Linked DNA regions of Mus musculus: region 2 is linked to region 1. The links are chromatin contacts, called in public Micro-C maps. All regions are on one chromosome and are shown on one strand. The core of a region is the stretch at or near the end of the contact, and the rest is flanking DNA. Distances in the headings are between cores, read along the strand shown.

Evidence for each region. A called contact is a pair of places that touch in the nucleus more often than the background predicts.
Region 2: a Micro-C map of embryonic stem cells shows a contact between it and region 1, with 10 times the contacts expected there. The contact joins the promoter of Atxn1 here to the promoter of Nrn1 in region 1. A contact is called at or near these places in 1 of 39 promoter capture datasets (embryonic stem cells) and 1 of 484 Hi-C or Micro-C datasets (embryonic stem cells).

Annotation. Positions count from the first base shown.
Region 1 is chr13:36,731,372-36,737,345 of GRCm38.p6, reverse strand. It overlaps Nrn1 (neuritin 1), which reads left to right and starts at 2,869. Exons shown (of 3, transcript NM_153529.2): 1 at 2,869-3,110. The coding sequence starts at 3,056. It overlaps Gm30177 (a long non-coding RNA gene), which reads right to left. Exons shown (of 2, transcript XR_382190.4): 2 at 5,424-5,974.
Region 2 is chr13:45,961,813-45,968,334 of GRCm38.p6, reverse strand. Atxn1 (ataxin 1) reads left to right here and starts at 3,344. Exons shown (of 8, transcript NM_009124.6): 1 at 3,344-3,520. 5033430I15Rik (RIKEN cDNA 5033430I15 gene) reads right to left here and starts at 3,111. Exons shown (of 2, transcript NR_167678.1): 1 at 2,952-3,111; 2 at 1,827-2,424.

The DNA of each region.
Region 1 (5,974 bases), core at 1,620-4,119:
GTCCCCTCTTACAGACATGTCCACGGTATTCTAAGAAAGCTCTAATTCATAAAAAGGTAGAGTTGAAGATCCTCTGGAAATCGCATCATAGACCTGTCCTCTTCGTTTTCAGATTGGGAGAATGAAACCCCAAACCTCCCAGGGATGCCCAAGGTCATGTGAAGGACAGGGCTAAGTATGACATGAATAGGCTTTTCAAATTAATAAAAGAAATGACCTCCAGTCCACCCTCAACCATGAATACTGCCCTGTGATCTCAGTCATCCTTGCCCATGATCTTGGCTTTTATTTCCCTTCGGTTAAAAATAGGAAGAAACAAAGCCTTCCTGGGCCTAGACTGAAGAATGACCTGTGATTTTTAAAGGTTAGAAATTTCAAAAACAAAAACATCGTTAGCATCTGCTTTCAATTATTCATTCTCCCGGATTATTTATGGACTGTACCTCTGCCAGACTCTTGCTTCACTTTTTTTAAGCCTTGTACCAGGGAAGGGAGGCCAGGAAGTAGAGGGGGCCAGTGTAAAGGGAAGGACCAGCAGGCACCCAGGTGGCAAGGAACAGCGGGTTCAGAATCTACGCAGGCGCGCAGGACTGCAGACGCCTTGAGCGCACGATTCACTCAGCTCCATTTAGTTTTTCAATGCAGCTTCCTCACACCTGAAGCCTCTGGTTTTAAGTGAGAAGGGATGTAGTAGGGAAGATCCCATGGCACCCACTGAAAATGTTCTAGAAGGTCCCGATGCGTGAGCGGGAGAAGGCAAGGACGTTGAGGGTACGAAATGTAAATTCCCGGGTACTCAGGCTCTGAGACTTTGGAGCGGAGACAGGAGGACTCGGCTCAGAGCCACGGACGTGGGTGGAAGATGGGGAAACCGGTGGCCCTGTGCGTGGAACCCTGAAGGGACAAGGGAGTATGGGGGAAGAGCTTCCAACCTTGAGGTCCCGCCCCTTGCCAGCCCCTTCTCTACCATTGGAGAGCATTGGGGGAGGGTCCGAGGGACGCCCCCCCCCCCACTCGCCACCCTTCTCGCCCCGCCTCCTTCCCGCCCACCTTTTCTGCTTTTCTGGGAGCCTCTGAACACTGGGGCAGGAAACTCCTGGCCCCGCCACTGGGCCCCTGGACACCGGGAAAGCGCGCCCCCGCTACCCCGCCCACCCACCACTGACATCACCAGGGGCAGGGACGTGGCTCCGCCCCTACAGCCGTGGCAGCTTGCCCTGGTTCTGCAGTTCTGCAGGGCTGCAAGCTTGGGTCCCCTCGGTGCGCGCTTTTCAGCTTCTAGTTGCCTCAAGACCCTCGCGGTCCTACTCAGTCCCTCCACCGCCCGTCACCTGACCCCAGTTTTGCACCCTTTTCTCCCTTTCTCCGTCTGTGTGCACAGATGGCTGACTGTGTGGGCTCCCAGTGCAGGGGCTTCGAAAGGCAAATTAAACGGAAGCCCGGTCTCCCTAATCCCCTTTCATTTCTGCCACTAACCTAGCCTTACGCGGTCGCCCTGCAGTCTTATAAAATATGAAGGCTCTTTTATTTTTCTCCTTTCGCATATCTCTTCATTGGCTCAAGTAATACAGTTAGCCAATGCGGCCATCAACATTTGATTAAAGACGCTAGAATTCAGACTGGGAAAGAGGGTGTGGTGCATTGCAGAAAAGGAGAAAAAAAATCAAAACTTAATTTCATTTAAGAAGTAGCCCTGATTATTTTTCCATCTTACACGATCCACTACAGGACCTTGCACGAACGCAGCTGAAGAGATATTTCTTTACTGCAGTCAGTGCTGGATCATCAAAAAATAAAATAAAGAGCGCAGGTGTGTGTGGGTCTGGGTGTGTACGTGATGGACGTGGGTGCGTGTATCAACATGTCAGTGTGACCCTACAGATGACTTCAGGAGGCCCCAGAAAGGAGTTGTACACCAGAGCTTGCCTTGGAAATTTCCTAAAGCGCGAAGAGTTTGTAAACCACAAGAAACCGAAATTTACCCTAGCCTAGGCTTCTTGCCCGACAGCCTTTCCAACCCCCTAAAATAGGTGTCTCTATGCCTGGTATAGATGCCCCTCGGTGGGTGAGCGTCGCGAATAGTGACATTCACAAGAGGGCACGCAGAGTCTATTTCTGGGGGCCCCCATGCGAGCCGAACGAACCCCCGGGGCCTGGGTGTGTACGCGCGCTCGCGTGCGGAGTGTGCGGGCGAGCTCGGGGGCGCTCCCGGGCGTGCGCTTTTGTGAGTGTGTGCGTGTGCTGGGGGGCCGGGTTATGTGCTCACGCGCTCTAGGCTGCGCCTAGAGCTCAACTGTGGGGCTGGAGAGAAAACTAGGGTAGGCAAGTGAGGGGGTCTGCACCCCACTGAGGGCGAGAGAAGGGTGATTCGGACCGGAGGAGTCTCTCCCCTCTGTCCTCCCTGGGCCCAAAGCTCCCCAAACCTCTCTGCAGGGTTGGAAGTGTCTGGGTTCGTTGTGGCGCCAGTGAAGGAGGGAGCAGGTTGAACAATCGAGTGGGCGCACCAGGACTCCCCGTCTCCGGGGCGGGGAGAGGAGAGGGAGCCCCGATTCTGCGCAGGGAGGGGGCGGGGCTGGGGGCCCCTGGAACGAGGAGGCGGGGGTGGCCACTGGGATGAAAATCAGTCACTACAGAGAGGCGAGATTTCGTTGAGATCGCACATTAATTGGAGATATCTGATTAATTCCAGAGTCTTATGACTATAAATGGTGATTCTCTACCAAGGTGTCTATATTATAAAAAAAAAAAAAAATCAATCCGTGTCATCCCCCACGTCAGGCCTGCTCGTGGGCGTGAGGCTGTACTTCCTCCGCCCCCTCCTAATGGAGTGAACCATTCCCAGCTCTCCCCCCCCCCCCCCAGCCTCTCACTCTCTCACTCTCTTTCTGTCTCTTCCTCGCTCCCTCTCTTTCTCTCCTCCCTCTGCCTTCCCAGTGCATAAAGTCTCTGTCGCTCCCGGAACTTGTTGGCAATGCCTATTTTTCAGCTTTCCCCCGCGTTCTCTAAACTAACTATTTAAAGGTCTGCGGTCGCAAATGGTTTGACTAAACGTAGGATGGGACTTAAGTTGAACGGCAGATATATTTCACTGATCCTCGCGGTGCAAATAGGTAAGTGGCCGCCCGGTACGGCTTGGTAGGCGACCGGAGATTGCCTACCCCAGAGGCGCCTAAGGGGACTTGCTGGCCAGGGTCTGCCGCTGGTTGCAGAAAACCCTGCAGACTCCCTGAGTCGGGGCATTAGCTCTTGGGGACTCTGGAAGGAGTTCTGGTTTGGTTTTCCTAAAGAAAGTGATTTCTTTTGCAGGGAAGTGTGTGTGTGTGACCGGCTGTTTTCCAAGGGGGGTTCTCCCTTTTCTCCAAAGCGCACATCCATTTTTTTCCTCCCTCTTTGGGGTTAAAACAGGATCTGAGCGCTCGTAGCATTTGTCCCCTGTTATACTGCAAGATACTATCTTGAGGGGTCAAAAGGTAAAGGGAGGAATAAGATGCCTAGGTAGCTAGGGCTGAAAAGTTTATATGCAGAAAGCAAAGATATTCTAAGGCTGCCCTCAAACTGCAGCATTTAGAACTTTGTCCTTCCTCCGCCCCTCCCCCTAGATCTTAGCTGCAGCGTTTGCTCCGGGCACCGCAGACTACTCCGAGAAGGATAAATCAACCAAATATTCACTGATATACTTTTTCAGGGTCATGTGTGTCTGTGATTTTTGGCAGATTAGCATCTCTATTATTTTTATACAGGAAAGTGGTTTAACGTGTTCGCATTTTGTCTTTTCGTGGGTTTGTAATTTTTGTTTGTGGCGGTTTATTGGATGGATTTATTTAGCCCCCCCCCCCATTTCATGTTAAGGAATGTGAGTCTCAGCTACACTGTTGGGAGGCTTTTTTAAAGTTTATATTTTTCCATCCAAAATGCAAATGTTTTAAGTACTAGTGAATCCGCTTATGTGATACTGGATGGAAACATTAATTAATGTAACTGAAAAGGGAAATTAAAGCAGCTTATTAATAGAATGGACAAAAGGAAAAAAATAGAAAGTCTCCCAGTGGTTATTCTGCAGATGGAGAAAACTGTTCGTGCCAGGCTGGAGCGTTCTTTACAGACAAATCCTTGCAGCATTTCAGGGGTGCGTCAGGGAATTTGTGTGGGACAAGAGAAGAAATACTTAACATTTTTTCTTCATAAGAAATATAGAGAAATTGGGGCTTTCGGAGCATTAAAACTGATTCTTTCTATGGGGTCCATATGCATTTGCCATATTCTTGAGAATTTGTTTGGGGGATTTTTTTGGTTGTTTATTTGTTTATTGTTTTGCAGAAACTGGGATTTTTGCAAAGCAAGGAGCATGCACCGGGATGTTGCCTTTTCCTTTAATTTTAGGAGATGACTTAATGCTTTGCATCTGGTGGTTTTGTGCCTTTGACATTAGTTCAAAGAGCTGCAACCATCCTAGGACATAGATCCCAAGGGCAGCAAATGCTGTAAGTGTTAGAAATAAGTGAGTGTGGCATTTTGCAGTTAGACGACTAATGTTCATAGATTAAGAAACAGCTAATGTTTTAAGATAGGGACTTCACCTGGAGGATGTTTGGGGACTCTGTTTTCCTAGTAGATGAGAATAGAAATAATGAAACAGTAATTTCAGGAGAGATGCATTTGATGAACCTCAGCCTGAAGATGACCAAAATTTTCATAGTGGAATTAAAATGTATGTTCCTAAATATCTACCTTTCTCCCCCGCCCCCCATTGGAGCCTCAGTCTTTATTAATTCATGGATAGAAGCTGTCCCAAATTACTGACATTTGGCAAGAAGCGTGGGGGTTGGGGAGGGGCGGGGAAGTAGAGGATGGAGAACGAATGAGGAAGTTTGGGATGAATGAGAGAGGTCCAAGAAATGAATGAGAACATGGAAACCGCACTGGATGGGGATGCAGAGGAGACAGGCCGGCTGCCTGTCTCGGGGTTACAGAAACCGGGTTCAGAAAGGACTGGGAACTCGACCGATGTGTGGTGCCTGCACCCTCTGTCCCGCGCACTGCTTCCGGCTTTCCAGTGCAAGAGCTCTAGAAGCCACAATTTCTAGACACAGAACTGTTCCCGAATTCGTATTTTACACACGCTCACACACATGCGCCCTGCGGGGTCTGCTCCAGCAACGCCTGGAAAAAAAATAAAGTGACAGGAAAGCTTCCCGCCTCCAGAAAGCCCCAAGCCCTCTTTTAAAATCCAACGCTGATTTTGGGGGAAGGGGGAGGAGCAATGAGTGAGGAAGGGCCTGCGGCCAGAGAGGCTAGGTTGCATTTTGTTTTCTTCTCGCAAAGGCATGTTTGTAACATACATTATAGAGGAAGCTTAATGCGATTTCTTTCATCGTGGCCGAGCTACAGTAGAACAACGATTTATGTATTCATAAGACACGGTGTCGGTGTTTAAATTTTGCTTTTATTATAGTGCCAAGGGTTTTTTTCTTCTTTTTAAAATCGGCGTGAAATCGGTATAGGTCTATGGAAGGTTGTGTGTTTGCCCCAGCTAAGGTGGAAGTTAACCTCGCTCCCTTCCGCAGAGCTTCCCGTTCCGGATTAGAAAGCACTAGTCCCGCCTAGCTCTTCCTGCTGCAATCTGCCAAGCGCAGCTCTCGGCTGTCTGCAGCTGACTGGGTCACCTTCCCGCGAGTCTGCAGTAGCTTGATGTTCAGAGACAGGTAGACTGAGACTGAGGGTGCTAGGTGATCTATCCTTCTGGGAGTTTTCACCCCGGGATGGACGCAGAAGAGGCCAGAGCTCAGACCCCCTAGAGCCCATGGCCCACTTCCATTTTGGAATTCACCGTCTCCCCTTCCCCGCCCTTACAGCGGTGATTTGCGCCTCTCTCTAGCCCTTCGGGTACCCTGGGATTTTTGTTAGCCACTAGATGGGAAGAAATGGAGTTTAAGTTGCGCTGGCCTTCCCGGAACCTAGCAGCTCTTAAATTCAC
Region 2 (6,522 bases), core at 2,095-4,594, 9.2 Mb before region 1:
GACCTTTCAAGAGTAGACAAGACAAAAATCAGCAAAACAGAAAGAAGGTGGGGGGTGGGGGAGACACGTCTTGAGACTTGTTGTAAGACAGGGAGGTCCCGAGCGTGGACCTCAGCACTGCTTACAGCTGAGCATCCCATGGGTCTGTAACCTCAACTTGGAGTGGGAAGAGACAGGAGGCAAAGACTAGGTGTGCTGATTTCCAGCCTAGTCTAGAAAATATGACCCTTTAAGTTTAGGTAGAGACCTTGTCTCAAAGGAATAATCAGAAAGTGATAAGAGGACCCTCCTCTCTCTCTCTCTCTCTCTCTCTCTCTCTCTCTCTCTCTCTCTCTCACACACACACACACACACACACACACACACACACACACACAGGTTAGTACCTTATTTTTAAATATATTTAATATATATTAAACATCTTAAGTATTAATATATTTAAGATATATGTATCTTTAATATATATCTTTAAAAAATAAATAGAAGGTACTAACATTTCTTTTTACATTAAATAATACATAACACACATCAGGAGCAAGGTTCAGCAGGGCCTCCTTCCTCAATTTTGCTTCACTACAGAGCTCGACCGAGTCTTATACAAACATAATATCAGATTTGGGGGTAGGGGCCAGTGCTATATAGCTGCCACCTTGAAAACCTTGTTCTTTTTCCATGGAGGTTTTATTTCCATGAGAACTTTTGCTTTTAGAGAGCCTCTCCTGTTCCTTCTCAGATGGTGCGTTTGACATTTTGTCTTCAGGAAATGAAACATCTCAGTACTCAAGTAAGGAAACTGCTCTATGAGTATTATGTTTGTGTTGGAACTTGCAGGAAGCAATAGCTGTAGGTGTGTGTGTGTGTGTGTGTATGTGTGTGAGAGAGAGAGAGAGAGAGAGAGAGAGAGAGAGAGAGTGTTTATGGCTTTAATCTTAATGGTTAGGAAAGTAAACAACACATTTCTTATTAATTATTTTTACTGTATGGATAATGTACATATTTAGCTTTCTTCAGGGAACATTTAAATTAATCGACTACGTCTAATATGAATTATGTGTTTTAATATGTTTAAGGTTGTTAAAATAATGCAAATTAACTGCTTGCACCAACGTAATAATTACAATATTAGGAGGTTTTTTCCCCTTGAAAATTCTCTAAATATAAGATGTCTAAAAATAGAGTGGAGGTGGATTGGACAGTTTACAGATTATGAGCTGGAATAAAAACATCTCAGTTATGCCAAAAACATGGCAACCAATATTTTCTGTTATAAAAATATTTTAGATTAAATTTGTTTTTTTTTTTATATGAAAGCTGTCTGCAAGTGAAGCGAATAACAGAAGCTTTGTCGGTTTCACAGGCCAGCCGGAACAATACCTGTAGCACAAAGCAGACGCCTTTCCCACAGGCAGCCAGCGAGCGTCTGCTCCATTTCAAAGACAGCTTTACCAAGAGGGAGCGAAAAGACACCAGTCAGTTAAGCTCTGAACTGTTAACCTTCACCTGGATAAAGCTCAGGAGGGAAAACAAAACTAGACAGAGCCCCGACAGGAAACTCAACGTTAACCGTCCACTAGAGGCTGTAATGAGACCAACAATGTCACTTTAGCATATGAAGTCTAATAATCGCGGATCCTCAAGTGAACAACACAGTTTATAGGGAGTGGGGGCGGGGGGGGGCGGTGAGAGGGAACAGTTGTAGTTCTATTTAAGCAACCGTGGATGTGTGCACGGTATTTCAAAACCTGAGAATAGATAATGTGTCCTACACCACAAACACACACACACACACACACACACACACACACACACACACACACACCACTGCATCTCTTTTATTTTATTTTATTATTATTTTTTTAATTTAACTTCTGAAGTGCCGGCTCCACAATACAGTAGTTTAAACGCGCACACGTTTCTCTTGGTGATTCTGTACGCTGCTTCAGACAGTGACTAATTGTTGGGTCATACGTAAACGGAGCCAAAAGGTCTCTCAAATCCGGCTTAGAGTCAATAAATAGTAGTGGCTTCCAGCGAGACCAAGGGATCGAGTTTCCAGACTCTCAGTTCTAAGCACCTGAAAGAGGTCAGATGCTGGCCTGACACCTACTGGTCTTCAAGAATTTTCTGCTGCAAAGAGAACGCGGCACTGAGCGACCCTCGTGGGGATGTGATGGCTCTTCTTTCGGGTGCCACACCTGTTGGCAAGGTGAACGCCTCCAGAGAAGAGTTCTTCCCTCGAGCTTACGCTTGGCTGAGGTGTAGCCGGAGGGGGCCGGGTGGGGAGTCCACGTCTGCGTTTAGCCACCGGGACAAGGTGGGTGGGGGAGCGTTCCTTCGCTTGGTTTCCCCGAGAACCACCATCGACTGACTGCTCAGTGCACAGGTTACCTCGCTTGCGATGAAATGAATGATCCACAGTTAGCCCTGAGGAGTGAGTGAGGTCGGTTACCAGGGCTAGCTAGAGCTGAGGCGTTCCATGCCCACAGCAGATTTCGAGACCAGCAGAATTTGAAAGGAGGACCGGGAGGTCGCCAGCTTGTCCAGGCAGGAAAGGTGAGGGTGCCAGTGCAAGCTGGGGAAGCCTGAGAACTTTCCCGAGTTGCAAGCCAAGGCAGCAGGCGCGGGCCTTGCCTCGGATGACGCAGGGCTGGCGGGTTGGAGGGTTAACAGTAAGGATACAATGAGTCCTCTTTAGATGCTCACCCGGGGGGCACCAAGGGCACTTCGTAATTAGAAATCAGCCGACTTCCCCGCCCCCTTGGGTATTTTACCAAGTAGGAGCCAAATCCTGACACCCGTCGCTGCGAGTCTCCCAGGTTGCCTGAGTTGCACCCTGCACTCACCCTGTCCCCCTCCAACTAGGTTGCAGGGAGCCGGGGAGGCGCGCGAGCACCGATCGGTCACCACTCCAATGACCTCATCGCCCCAACTTCCCCGCCCCTTTCTCAAACCTGGAAGGCACAGTCCCCTCCGGTCGGTGTCGGGGATCCGGAGCCACAGTTGCGGAGAGACAACCCGGCCTCCCCTGGAGCGAGCGCCGCTCCAGCCCGGGTGCATAGAAGGGTTAAGGGCGCGGGCCGGCAGCCGCGCCGTGCGCTCGCCGTGCTCTGTGCGGCTCGCCGGGCCGCCTGCCAGAGGGTGCCTCCCCCCCCCCTCCCCCCCCATGAAGTCGGATCCTTGAGCTGCGGCGGCGGCAGCCAACTGCTCCATATTTGGCTTCTATTACACATTTACATACTGGAGCGAGCGAGCGAGCGCGAGAGAGAGCGCGAGGGAGGGAGGGCGGGCGGAGGGAGGAGGGAGGGGAGGGGGGAGGAGGAGGAGGAGGAGGAGAGAGCAGAGTATACCGCAGACATCATTTCTACTACAGTGGAGGAGCCGTACAGGACCTGTTTCACTGCAGGGGGATCCAAAACAAGCCCTGTGGAGCCGCAGCTAGAGCTACAGCAGCCGCAGGACACTGTGTCTCTCCCTCTGTTACCCCTTCCCCACGCAACCCCAGATCCATTTACACTTTACAGTAAGTGGCTATTTTTTTTCCTCCTCTGATTCTTTCTCTCCCCCTCCCCCTTCCACCCCGATTTAGATTAAAATCACCCCCTCCCGCACCCCAATCTGCTCTCTCCGGAGAGGGGCCAAAGAACATCCAGCATACACCCCCCCTCCCCCAGTCTCAATGGGCTGCACGGAAAACAGCTGGAAGAGGAGCGAAGGAAACCGACGCGTCGTGGTGTGTGTGTGTGTGTGTGTGTGTGTGTGTGTGCAGGCGCGCGCGCGAGTGTATGTGTGACTGTGTGTACATACACTAGTGCCCGGCTCCAGCCTCCCGGCTCGGGACCCCCTCTGGGAGCAGGAGCGGCTAGCAAGGGCAGCAGATAGGGGCTGGGTGGGCGGCCGCCAGGAGAGGGGGCGCGCCCGGGCGGGGGGCGCGGGTGGGGAGAACGGCGGCGCCCCGTTTCGGCTGCTGCCGGTCCGGCGGCGGCGAGCGGATAGAGCCCGGTCCTCCTCCTTCCGTGTGGCGCAGGGGGAGGCGGCAGCCGCGGAGGGTCGCGCTGCCCTCTTCGCTCCTCTCCAGTCCCCCCTCCCGGGTGGGGGCGGTGAGCGCTGCGGGGGCTCGAGGGAGGGCTGGGCTTCCCCGCCCGGGGTCGCCTAGCTTGACAGAGGCAACCCCGAGCTTGGGGTCTCCCCGCCTAGGCCAGCCTCTCGGGGCTACGAGGGGACCAAGAGGGGACTTTGCGTGAGGCTAGGGGCGCGGAGAGGTGGCGCCTCAGGAGGCAAGGGCGCGCGGGCCATCGCAGCGCAGCGGGAGAAGACCGGCCCTAGCTGCAGCTGCCACCGCCGCCCTGTTGGTGCGGCCGCTTCCTGATCCAGAGCAGCAGCAGCAGACGCCGCCGCCACCGCCGGAGCTGGAGCCGGGAGCCCGCGAGCGCCCCAGCCCGGCCCGGCGACTCTGCCGGCGCCCGCAGCAGTAGCGGAGGAGCTGCGGGCGCTGCCCTGCGCCGGGACTGCTCTGCTGCGCGGCGGCAGAGAGGGTGAATGAAGACGGGAGGAGGGGAAGGAGGAGGTGGCGGCGGAGGAGGCGCTGCGGGGATTGGGATGTGCCCCGGAGCCCCGCGGCTCGTTCACTCGGGGCCCGAGTCGCCGCCACTGCCACTGCCAGGGCTGCCGCCGCCACCGCCGCCGCCTCCTACGTGGTTGCAGCCGAGCGCGCAGGCCGGTCCCGCAGGGGGCAGGGAAGGGGCCGGACGGGCGGAGCGAGAGGTGAGGCGGGGTCGGAGAGGAGGGAGTAAGTGCGTGTGAGTGTGTAGGTGCGTGTGTGCGTGTGTTCGCGCGCCGGGCGGGGACCAGGACCATCGCGATGGGGAGCGGGGAGTGGGGGTGGGGGTCCACGGTGGTCCCTTGGTTGACTCTGCAGCGCTTCGACCTCTCTTGAGCCGCCTCCTTCAACTCTGTGGCTTGTGCGCTTTCATTTTATTTCAGACCACGTAGAGAGCTGACTGCAAGAGGTGAAACAATTCAGGTTTTCTAGGGAGATTGAGCAAGGACCTTAGTGGTGGGGGGTGGAAGTAGGGTGCTGTATCTAGACTCTGCCAGGGGCGCGGGGGGTGGGGTGGGGGGAGGATCAGGGGTAAGAGGATGGGGTTTAGTTCGATCCCGTGGCTGTCCTGTTTTGTTTTGCTTTCTTGCTGTATAATCCTACAGATAAGAGGGCAATATAAATACTTGGGGAAGGTTGGGAAATTGCTGAAGAGTAGTAAGGGCGGAAAAAAAAAAAAAGAAGCCAGTCGGAAGCTGGTTATATAATGCGCTATGTGGCTAACAAGAAAGGCAAGCTATTTTTATTTTGTTTACCGTATGTTGTGCAGTAGGAACTCCTCCAAACTGGTTCTGTCCCCGAAGAGGTTTCTTAGTTTGTCAGAGAGAGAGCCACAGGATACAATTAGTAAAATTAGAAGACCCCACACCACCTACAGAATAAAAAGTAATGCTTTAGAGTTCTCACCTCACATTCTGCCTGGTATGCAGGGGAATGTGTGTATGCCCTATGTTTCCCTGTAGCAACCTAGTAGTGTCATCTCAGTGACATTTCTGTTTTATAATGCGAGCTCTTCTTAATATTTAAACAGCACTGCTATAGATCGTAGGCAACAAGGTAGTTACATGCTGGGTATTTTTAGGCGCAGCTGGTTACTTTTTTGCAATAGTGTTTGCTAAACCGTGTCCAGCTTTATGAAGAGCCCTGCCATTCCTAGAAGCCTGGGTTAAGCCTACCCTCTGGTTTACTGATGGTGGGTGGGTAGCTAAGACAGTTTGATAGCCGAGGGTTTTTATTTTTATTTTATTTTTGAATGAAGCTTATGCCAGGGGAAGCTAGAGGTAGCCACCAGAGAGAAGAAAAAACATGCGCAAGAACTCTTGGAAAGGGATTGCACCATAACAGCTTAGCTGTGGCATTTAATCTCCTCTGATTGTCCTCTAACTGGCCACGCATCAGTCAATATTTTAGCAGCTTTGCAAATAAATTGGCTTGAACGCCACCTTCCACATAAAGCTGAGGCTGAGAAGCCTCCTGCCTGTCTGCCTCTCTCATCATAGATACTGTCTGTGGTGTTAGTTTTCTGTACACTTACTCCAGCCCTGATCACTCATGTAATTAGATCAGGTTGCCATGGCTACAGACAGTGTTCCTTGGCCCATTCAGGTGGGTTTGCCTGAACTACTCCAAGTGTTTTATGCACAGTATTTGAGCTGCCCCGAACCGGGAGGGGAGAGACTTCACTGTTTCAATTGCTGTCTTCTTTCAGTCAGGAGACACTGAATGGGGCTTCGAGCTACTTAGCTTTTCTAAAGGGAAACCAACACGCTGTTCCTACTGGGGACAGTATGTAAATGCATCTCCCCAGATAGAGAAAGGAGCCTCACAATCCTGCTGGTGTTCATTGTGAGCAGATCAACAAGTATTTGATACTTGCTAGAAACCTTTCAGAGCTGACTAAAGCAACATTTTCTTTTTCAGTCTAG